Regions from separate parts of the Macaca mulatta genome. Here region 1 is linked to region 2. The links are chromatin contacts, called in public Hi-C maps. All regions are on one chromosome and are shown on one strand. Each heading gives the region's core, a stretch centred on a gene start, on an enhancer-like site or on the middle of the called end of the contact. The rest is flanking DNA. Distances are from core to core; before and after follow the strand shown. Region 1 overlaps MICU1 (mitochondrial calcium uptake 1). Region 2 overlaps MICU1 (mitochondrial calcium uptake 1).

Region 1 (5,009 bases), core at 1,131-3,630, 190 kb after region 2:
GTTTTTGTTTTTTTTAGAGAGAGGTCTCACTGTGTTTTCTAGGCTGGCCTCAAACTCCTGACTCAAGTAGTCCTCCCTTCTTGGCCTCCCAAAATGGTGGGATTACAGGCATGAGCCACTGCACCTGCTCTGTCACCAGGCAGGAATGTGGTGATGAGATCATAGCTCACTGTAACCTCAAACTCCTGAGTTCAAGTGATCCCCTCACCTCAGCCTCTCGAGTAGCTTTGGAGGCACATGCCACCACACCCAGCTAGTTTTTTTTTTTTTTTTAATTTTTTGTAGAGAAGGGGTCTTGCTATGTTGCCCAAGCTCGTCTCAAACTTCTGGCCTAAAGCTGTCCTCTTGCTTTGGTCTCCTGAGTTGCTGAGATTACAAGCATGAGCCACCACACCTGGCGTACATTTCTTTTTTTTTTTTTTCGAGATAGCATCTTGCTCTGTTGCCAGGCTGGAGTGCGGGGGCACAATGTTGGCTCACCACAACCCCCTCCTTTCAGACTCAAGCAATTCTCCCACTTCAGCCTCCCAAGTAGCTGGGATTACAGGCAGGCACCACCATGCTCAGCTTATTTTTTAACTTTTTGTAGAGACAAGGTCTCACTATATTGCTCATGCTGGTCTTGAACTCCTGAGCTCAAATGATCCACCTTAACCTCCCAAAGTGCTGAGATTACAGGTGTGAGCCACCATGCCTCAGCCTACATTCCTTTTCTTTTTTTTTTCTTTTTTTTTTTTTTTTTTGAGACGGAGTCTCGCTCTGTTGCCCAGGCTGGAGTGCAGTGGCCGGATCTCAGCTCACTGCAAGCTCCGCCTCCCGGGTTCCTGCCATTCTCCTGCCTCAGCCTCCCGAGTAGCTGGGACTACAGGCGCCCGCCACCTCGCCCGGCTAGTTTTTTGTATTTTTTTAGTAGAGACGGGGTTTCACCGTGTTAGCCAGGATGGTCTCGATCTCCTGACCTCGTGATCCGCCCGTCTCAGCCTCCCAAAGTGCTGGGATTACAGGCTTGAGCCACCGCGCCCGGCTTTTTTTTTTTTTTTTCTTTTTGAGATGGAGTTTCACTCTTGTTGCGCAGGCTGGAGTGCAGTGGCACAGTCATGGTTCACTGCAACCTCTGTCTCCTGGGGTCAAGCAATTCTCCTGCTTCAGCCTCCCAAGTAGCTGGGATTACAGGTGCCCGCCACCACGCCCGGCTAATTTTTTTGTATTTTTAGTAGAGACAGGGTTTCACCACGTTGGCCAGGCTGGTCTCGAACTTCTGACCTCAGGTTCTCCACCCGCCTCAGCCTCCCAAAGTGCTGGGATTACAGGCGTGAGGCACTGTGCTTGGCCTCAGCCTACATTCTTGATAAGCCAAATTATTCATTATTTTTCAGCCAAGCAAGGCCCTTTTTTTTTTTTTTTTTTGACAAAGAGTCTCACCCAGGCTGGAGTGCAGTGGCGCGATCTCAGTTCCCTGCAAGCTCTGCCTCCCAGGTTCACACCATTCTCCTGCCTCAGCCTCCTGAGTACCCGGGACTACAGGCACCCGCCACCACACCCAGCTAATTTTTTTGTATTTTTAGTAGAGACGGGGTTTCACCGTGTTAGCCAGGATGGTCTTGATCTCCTGACCTTGTGATCCGCCCGTCTCGGCCTCCCAAAGTGCTGGGATTATAGGCGTGAGCCACTGCACCCAGCCCAAGCAAGGCTATTTTTTAACTTTTTATTATATTGCAATATAATATACATATGGAAAAGTACAATTTTTTTTTTTGAGACAGAGTCTTACTCTGTCACCCAGGCTGGAGTGCAGTGATGCCATCTCTGCTCACTGCAACCTCCACCTCCCAAATTCAAATGATTCTCATGCCTCAGCCTCCCAAGTAGCTGGGATTATAGGCGCCCACCACCACGCCCAGCTAATTTTTTGTATTTTTAGTAGAGACGAGGTTTTATCATGCTGACCAGGCTGGTCTCGAACTCCTGGTCTTAAGCCATCTGCCCGCCTCGGCCTCCCAAAGTGCTGTGATTACAAGCGTGACCCACTGTGCCCAGCCTAAAGTACAAATATCTTAAGCATACAGCTTGGTGAATTTTTAAAAAGCTGAACACACTTGTATAACCAGCATTATTTAGAAACATCACATTACCAGGACTACAGAGCCCCACTTGGTACCTCCGGTCACTTCCTTCCCCAAGAGTCACCACTTTTCTGACTTCTAGTAACACAGTTTTACCTTTGTACTTTATGTAAATAAGCCAAAGGTTTTTTTGTTTTGGTTTTGGGTTTTGTTTTGTTGGGTTTGGTTTTGGGTTTTGTCTTGCTGTGGGGGTTTCCTGTCTCTGAGGATGCCCATACTCTCTTCAGCCAGAAAACATGAGCCAGTTTAGGTTTTGGGTACTCTACAGAAGTAAACCATTTATTCCTTCCTTCCACACTCCTCCCAGACCAATCATGAGTAGAGGTAGGTTTGTGGGTTTCCTGCTGTCTTACCACCACCAGTAATGGGTGTCATTCTTTTAATCAGCAGGCTCCTGGGTGTCTTGCAAGGGGTGACTGTACGTCTGCTATCACGGTGGTTACTGTTCCGCGTGGCTTGGGTGATTTCTAGTTAAAACAGATGCTCTCGGCCAGGCTCTGTGGCTCACGCCTATAATCCCAGCACTTTGGGAGGCCGAGGCGGGCGGATCACGAGGTCAGGAGATCGATAGCATCCTGGCTAACACGATGAAACCTGTCTCTACTAAAAATACAAAAAAATTAGCCAGTCATGATGGCAGACACCTGTGGTCTCAGCTACTCAGGAGGCTGAGGCGGGAGAATGGCATGAACCTGGGAGGCGGAGCTTGCAGTGTGCCGAGATCGCGCCACTGCACTCCAGCCTGGGTGACAGAGCGAGACTCCATCTCAAAAAAAAAAATAAATAAACACATACTCTCCGGCGGGCGCGGTGGCTCACACCTGTAATCCCAGCACTTTGGGAGGCCGAGGCAGGTGGATCATAAGGTCAGGAGTTTGAGACCAGCCAGGCCAACATAGTGAAACCCCATCTTTACTAAAAATGCAAAAACATTAGGGCCAGGCGCGGTGGCTCATGCCTATAATCCCAGCACTTTGGGGGGCCAAGATGGGCGGATCATGAGGTCAGGAGTTGGAGACCAGCCTGGCCAACATAGTGAAACCCCATCTCTATTAAAAATACAAAAATTAGCCAGGTGTGGTGGCACGTGCCTGTAGTCCCAGCTACTCAGGAGGCTGAGGCAGGAGAATCTCTTGAACCCAGCAGGTGGAGGTTGCAGTGAGCCAAGATCTTGCCACTGCACTCCAGCCTGGGCAACAGAGAGAGACTCCAGTCTGGGTGACAGAGCAAGACTCCATCTCAAAAGAAAAAAAATTACAAAAATTAGCCAGGCATGGTGGCACGTGCCTCTAGTCCCAGCTACTCGGGAGGCTGAGGCAGGAGAATCTCTTGAACCTGGGAGGCGGAGGTTGCGTGAGCTGAGATCACGCCACTGCACTACAGCCTGGGCGACAGAGCAAGGCTCCGTCTCAAAACAAACAAACAAACAAACAAAACAGATGCTCTCCAAAGTTTCTTCCAGCCCTGAGATTCTGACGCTGAAGAGGGTGGATTGGGAAACCATGAGAAAATAGGCTGGATCCAAAGCTGAAGTTTGATTTTGGTTTTCCCCATGAAACCCTTCACCATCTCTCCACTGCAGCAGAGATGCTATTGCAGCAGTCTCCTAACTGACCCCATATTCCAGGTGTGCTGCCTTCCAATTCATCCTCACACAGCCAGCCAGAAAAATCTGTCCACAATGGAAATCTGCCTACTTCTTACTCCCCTGCTTCCAGTTTTTTCTGCTGTTCCATTGCCTGGAAGAGAAAGTGCCAGCCCTTTAGGAGCAATACACACCCTGGGGTACCTGTCTCCTGCCCACCTCTTTTTTTTTCCCCCTAGAGACATGGTCTCACTGTGTCACCCAGGCTGGAGTGCAGCGGCCATCATAGCACACTGCAGCCTTGGCTCCTGGCGATTGCTGCAATCACTGGGTGGTAATCAAGCGATCATCCTGCCTTAGCCTCCCAAGTAGCTGGGACTACAAGTGTCCACCACTATGCCCAGTTAATTTGAAAAAAATTTTTAGAGACAGGGTCACACTATGTTGTCTAGGCTGGTCTTAAACTCTTGACCTCAAGAGATCCTCCTGCCTCAGCCTCCCAAGTAGCTAGGATAACAAGCACAAGTCACCACACTCGGCTCCCTGCCTTCCTCCTTAGTTTACTTCCCAAACACCTGCCTCTTTAGTGTCCAGCAATACCTAACTGCCTACTTGTAGTTCCCTAGCAACCACACTGCGTCCTGCCTGTACCCTTGCCTATGCTACTTCTCCTCCTGGAATGCCTCCCCCACCTGCCCTTCACTTGGCCAATTGCTGCTAATCCTGTGAGATTCTACTCAGGAGTCACTTCCAGGAAGCCTTTACTGTCTGTCCTTGCATCACCCTCAGTCAGGGTGGGAGATTCTTCCTCTGTGCCCCCATAGCATCCTCTGTTTACCCCACACTGTGGTAATAATGTGTCTCTCTTACAACTCGGGAGTATTTCAAGGGACAAAGCTCAAAGCTCATTTATCTCCTTGTTCTAAACAGTTGGCACAAGACCTGGCATATACTGTATTTTCATTCAACTTTTGTCACACTACACTGAACTGTCACTGAGTTGCAGTCGGTAATATCAAGGAAGGAATAAACTAATGAATTCTAAGATAAGAGAATTGAGTTTGGCTGTGAGAATGTCTGGGCTTTGGAATCCACTTTGTGTGGACAATGGAATTTTCTCAGTGGTATTGTTCCTAGGCCAACACTTATCCCTGTTGTGTTTGCCTCTTCCTCTAGGCAATGGTGAGCTGAGCAATAAAGAATTTGTTTCCATCATGAAGCAACGGCTGATGAGAGGCCTGGAAAAGCCTAAAGACATGGGTTTCACTCGCCTCATGCAGGCCATGTGGAAATGTGCACAG
Region 2 (4,965 bases), core at 1,709-4,208:
TAGTGCCTGTCATAGAGCAATTACTTTAGTGTTTATTAGAAATATTGGTAGGATCATCATCATCATAACTACCACTAGCTAAGAGTGACATTTCTACTTATTGTCCACAGGATGTTTCGTCTGAACTCACTTTCTGCTTTGGCAGAACTGGCTGTGGGTTCTCGATGGTACCATGGAGGATCACAGCCCATCCAGATCCGGCGAAGACTAATGATGGTGGCTTTCCTGGGAGCATCTGCAGTAACTGCAAGTACTGGTCTTTTGTGGAAGAGGTGAGTGTTATCCAACCATCTTGTTCTTGCATATACTTTTATTCTTCCAGTCATCTCTCTTGTCAGAAAGGAGTTGATTTCTGGCTTAACTCTGTATCAAAATTTCTTGCCCAGATCATTTGGTATTATGAATATTCATCTATGAAATAAGATGTTTCAAAGAATTCAACATGCCAAGGCAATACATAGGAAACACTGTGCTTCAAGGTCTGCCTGTCTCCTCTGCTAAACATTTTAAATAACGTGGTAGGGATAGCAATAGCAGCTTTAGAAAATGAATGGTTTCCGGCCAGGCGCAGTGACTCACGCCTGTAATCCTAGCACTTTGGGAGCCCAAGGTGGTCAGATCACTTGAGGTCAGGAGTTTGAGACCAGCTTGGCCAACATGGCAAAAACCCATCTCTACAAAAATACAAAAAATAGCCAGACACAGTGACGTGAGCCTATAGTCCCAGCAACTTGGGAGGCTGAGGCAGGAGAATTGTTTGAACCTGGGAGTCAGGTGGAGGTTGCAGTAAGCCAAGATTGTGCCACTGCATTCCAACCTGGGTGACAGAGCAAAACTGTCTCAGAAAAAAAGAAAAAAAAAAAAAGAAAATGAATGCTTTCTGAGACTTCACAACTTGGCGACCCTGTGAAATTAACTAAGGAACCTTGGTACTTTAGTGTCCCTGATAGTTTTTTTCACTAGTTATGGAAACTTCCTTGGAGAGAAGAGAAAATGTAGCGAGCCACGGTCTTCTCTTTCTTAAAATACATAGGTACTGTTTTTCTGATTCTGTCACTCTGTTTTTTATTTTTGTTTGTTTGTTTTTTGAGATGGAGTCTTGCTCTGTCGCCCAGGCTGGAGTGTAGTGGCACAATCTCAGCTTATTGCAACCTCTGCCTCTGGGTTCAAGCAATTCTCAGCCTCCCATGTAGCTGGGATTACAGGTGTGTACCACCATGCCTGGCTAAGTTTTTTTTTTTTTTTTTTTTGGTATTTTTAGTAGAGATGGGGTTTCACCATGTTGGTTAGGCTGATCTCGAACTCCTGGGGTCAAGTGACATGACCACCTCAGCTTCCTAAAGTGTTGGGATTACAGGCATGAGCCACCATGCCCAGCCTCTAGGGCTAATTTAGCCCTATTAATATAGGATGATCTTTCTGGGATGTTATTAAATGCCTTAGGTGTTCCGTGAGGTTCCTCTAGTCTGACTTGGTAGAGCTTGATTGTTTTCTCTTGTGAACTCTGGAAATTGACTGGCCTGTGGCTCCTTGGCAATTATTTTGTGTAGTTTCATCCTAAAGAATGCACTGCTTAGTGTTGACTCAATACTCAAGAGTGTTCCATATACATTTTTAGAGCTCTTTCTCTGTGTGACTTTTTCCTCTTGAGTCCTCTGCCTCACCAATTCCAGGCACCTCAGGTTTTCTAAACTTTGATCTCTGTCACCTTAATTTAGCAAGATCACTATATTTGGCTTGGGATCCTCTTTGTGGTCTAGAAAATGTTTCCAGACAGAAATTCTGGGCAATTATAGGCCTCCATTTTTCTTTTTCTTTTTCTTTCCCTTTTTTTTTTTTTTTTTGTGAGATGGAGTTTCACTCTGTCACCTAGGTTGGAGCGCATTGGTGCAATCTTGGCTCACTACAACCTCTGCCCCCCAGGTTCAAGAGATTCTCTTGCCCCAGCTTCTCGACCAGCTGGGACCAGGCAAGCACCACCAAACCCGGTTAACTTTTGTATTTTTAGTAGAGATGCGGTTTTACCATGTTGGCCAGGCAGGTCTCGAACTCCTGACCTCAAGTGATCCACGCACCTCGGCCTCCCAAAGTGCTGGGATTACAGGTGTGAGCCACTGCTCCTGGCCAGGCCTCCATTTTCTTAGAGAATTGCATACTGTGCAGTGTCTGAAAGCAATCATTTGATATATTTTGTTCAATTTTCTGTATTTTTGCCCTGGTGGAAAGTCAAATCTATTACAGTTTGCTCCATTATGGCTGTAAGCAAAAGTCTTCTTTTTGTACATCATTGTATTTCATCAATTCTGTAATATTTAATTAATTTTAGTATTATATCATTACAGCAGTGGCTTCAACTACCAGAAATACTTGTATTATTTTTTAAAAAAGAAATACTTGTATTATTTTGAGCCCCTATTTCTTCTTTATTTTTTATTTATTTATTTTTTTTGAGACGGAGTCTCGCCCTGTCGCCCAGGCTGGAGTGCAGTGGCCGGATCTCAGCTCACTGCAAGCTCCGCCTCCCAGGTTTACGCCATTCTCCTGCCTCAGCCTCCCGAGTAGCTGGGACTACAGGCGCCCGCCACCTCGCCCGGCTAGTGTTTTGTATTTTTTTTTAGTAGAGGCGGGGTTTCACCGGGTTAGCCAGGATGGTCTCGATCTCCTGACCTCGTGATCTGCCCATCTCGGCCTCCCAAAGTGCTGGGATTACAGGCTTGAGCCACCGCGCCTGGCCTCTTCTTTATTTATGTTCCTTTTTATTGTAGTGAAAGAAGCATTTTTTTTAACCATTTTTTTTCTAAAGACCTTGATATTCCACCCTTTCAGTTACAGTTGGGACAAGGGGAGGATGAGAATGGGAAGAGTTGGAGTGAGATGAAGAACGAGGAGGGGCTCTATGGCTGAAAGTCTAGTCCATTTAGTTGTTGTGCTGGAAGGGCTCATTGTCTCTGGTTTCAGTGAGAAGATGTGTGGATGAGGGCTTCTGTCACATGTCTTCACCGTTTTAAAATATGCAATTCAGTAGTTTAAAGTGTATTCACATCATTGTGAAACAGATCTCCAGAATGTTTTCATCTTGCAAAACTGAAACTCTACTCTTTCAAGAGCAACTTCCTTGCTTCCCCTTCCCTCAGCCCATGGTAACCCCCATTCTACTTTCTGTTGCTGTAAATTTAAATATTCCAGGTAACTCATGTAAGTGAAGTCATACAATATTTGTGGTTTTGTGACTGGTTTATTTCACTTAGCATAATGCCCTCAAGATTCATCCATGTTGTAGCTTGTGAGAGGATTTCTTTCCCTTTTAAGGCTGAAAAATATTCCATTATATGTATATACCACATTTCGTTTATTCATCTGCCAATGGACTTACGAGTTGTTTCCACCTTTCAACTATTGTGCATAGTGCTGCTGTGAACATGGATGTGCAGATATTTCTTTGAGACCCTTTCATTTCTTTGGGATATATACCCAGAGATCATGTGGAAGTTCTATTTAATATTTTTTGAGGAACTTCTTCATGTAGAATATTTGACAAGTTTCGTTGCTGTTGCTCTGCTAAGCTGTATCTGTTTGCTTATTTGGCTAATATGATGGACATTCAGTATTAATCCAGATTTCTTTTTTGCATATCCAGGGCCCATGCAGAATCTCCACCATGTGTAGACAACCTAAAAAGTGACATTGGTGATAAAGGGAAGAATAAAGATGAAGGGGATGTTTGTAACCATGAAAAAAAGACTGCAGATCTTGCGCCTCATCCAGAAGAGAAAAAGAAGAAACGTTCTGGATTCAGAGACAGAAAAGTATGAAGCATAGTCTTACAAGTTGATCAGAAGTATATCCTAAAGTAGAATAACGCAGTTCAATCTTTTTAATCATATGTTTCAGATGGTTAATGTTCACTTTCAAGTTAACACTTCTTTGCTATTTTCCATCATGTTCTAAGCCAAAAGTACTCTTGGAATGTGAAGTTAAAGGAGGTAGTTAAAAGGGTCTAGGACCAATAACCGCAATTAGCATATTTTTTCTTAGTTCTTTCAGTTCAGCAGCCTAAGGTGATTCTTTGTTTCTGGATCTTCCTGATGCTAAGTGTTATATACGTTAAGTTGAGTCTTTGTGGTATTTCTGATACCAAGTTGTAGAGAGAGAATAAAATCTCTTTGGAAATATAACTTCTAGAAGACCAAGTAACTTTGAGGACAGCACAAACTTCAAATGACTATCAAGATTTTATGTAATTAGACCCTGCGCGGTGGCTCATACCTATAATCCCAGCACTCTGGGAGGGAGAGGCGGGCAGATCACCTGAGGTCAGAAGTTCAAGACCAACCTGGCCAATGTAATGAAACCCTGTCTCTACCGAAAATACAAAAAGTAGCCTGGCATGGTGGCATGCACCTGTAGTCCTAGCTACTCAGGAGGCTGAGGCAGGAGAATTGCTTGAACCTGGGAGGTGGAGGTTGCAGTGAGCTGAGATTGTGCCACTGCACTTCAGCCTGGGTGGCAAAGCAAGACTCAGTCGCAAAAAAAAAAAAAAAAAAAAAAAAAAAAAAAAAAATTTATGTAATGAACACAACCTGCTGTTATATATATATAGCTTTGCCTCAGTGAAGTTTCAGTTCCACTACAGCAGTTCCTATGATATCAGGTATTTGATTTCCTCTAACATGAGTGATGAACAATGAAAAGGATAGATTTCTTAGACATTTTGTATGTCAAGGTTAAAATTCAGGGAATTGCCTTCCATTGCTAAACTATAGCTAATAATGCAACAAGATAATTTGAGTTATTTCTGTATTTTGTGTGTGTGTGGTTTGTGTATTTGCAAGAAGAGTTCTTCTTTGTAAAATCTGGATCTTCTGTCTGGTTTCATCTGTTAGAGGAAGTTATTTTTTTATTTTTGGAGACAGAGTCTCCCTCTGTTGCCCAGACTAGAGTGCAGTGGCACAATCTTGGCTCACT

What was found. A called contact is a pair of places that touch in the nucleus more often than the background predicts.
Region 1: a contact with region 2 is called in a Hi-C map of blood, with 4 times the contacts expected there. The contact joins two enhancer-like sites. A contact is called at or near these places in 3 of 14 Hi-C or Micro-C datasets (blood, cortical neurons and liver).

Annotation. Positions count from the first base shown.
Region 1 is chr9:77,238,096-77,243,104 of T2T-MMU8v2.0, forward strand. MICU1 (mitochondrial calcium uptake 1) reads left to right here. Exons shown (of 12, transcript XM_028826501.2): 12 at 4,885-5,009. Among named protein-coding and RNA genes, the nearest start is that of DNAJB12, 19 kb to the right of the region's middle. Within about 2 kb of position 2,381, at least 5 of the 40 cell types and tissues checked have an H3K27ac peak or open chromatin away from gene starts, as enhancers often do. A contact at or near this core is called in blood, where this site is marked.
Region 2 is chr9:77,042,658-77,047,622 of T2T-MMU8v2.0, forward strand. It overlaps MICU1 (mitochondrial calcium uptake 1), which reads left to right. Exons shown (of 12, transcript XM_028826501.2): 2 at 111-272; 3 at 3,638-3,806. The coding sequence starts at 112. Among named protein-coding and RNA genes, the nearest start is that of MICU1, 62 kb to the left of the region's middle. Within about 2 kb of position 2,959, at least 4 of the 40 cell types and tissues checked have an H3K27ac peak or open chromatin away from gene starts, as enhancers often do. A contact at or near this core is called in blood, where this site is marked.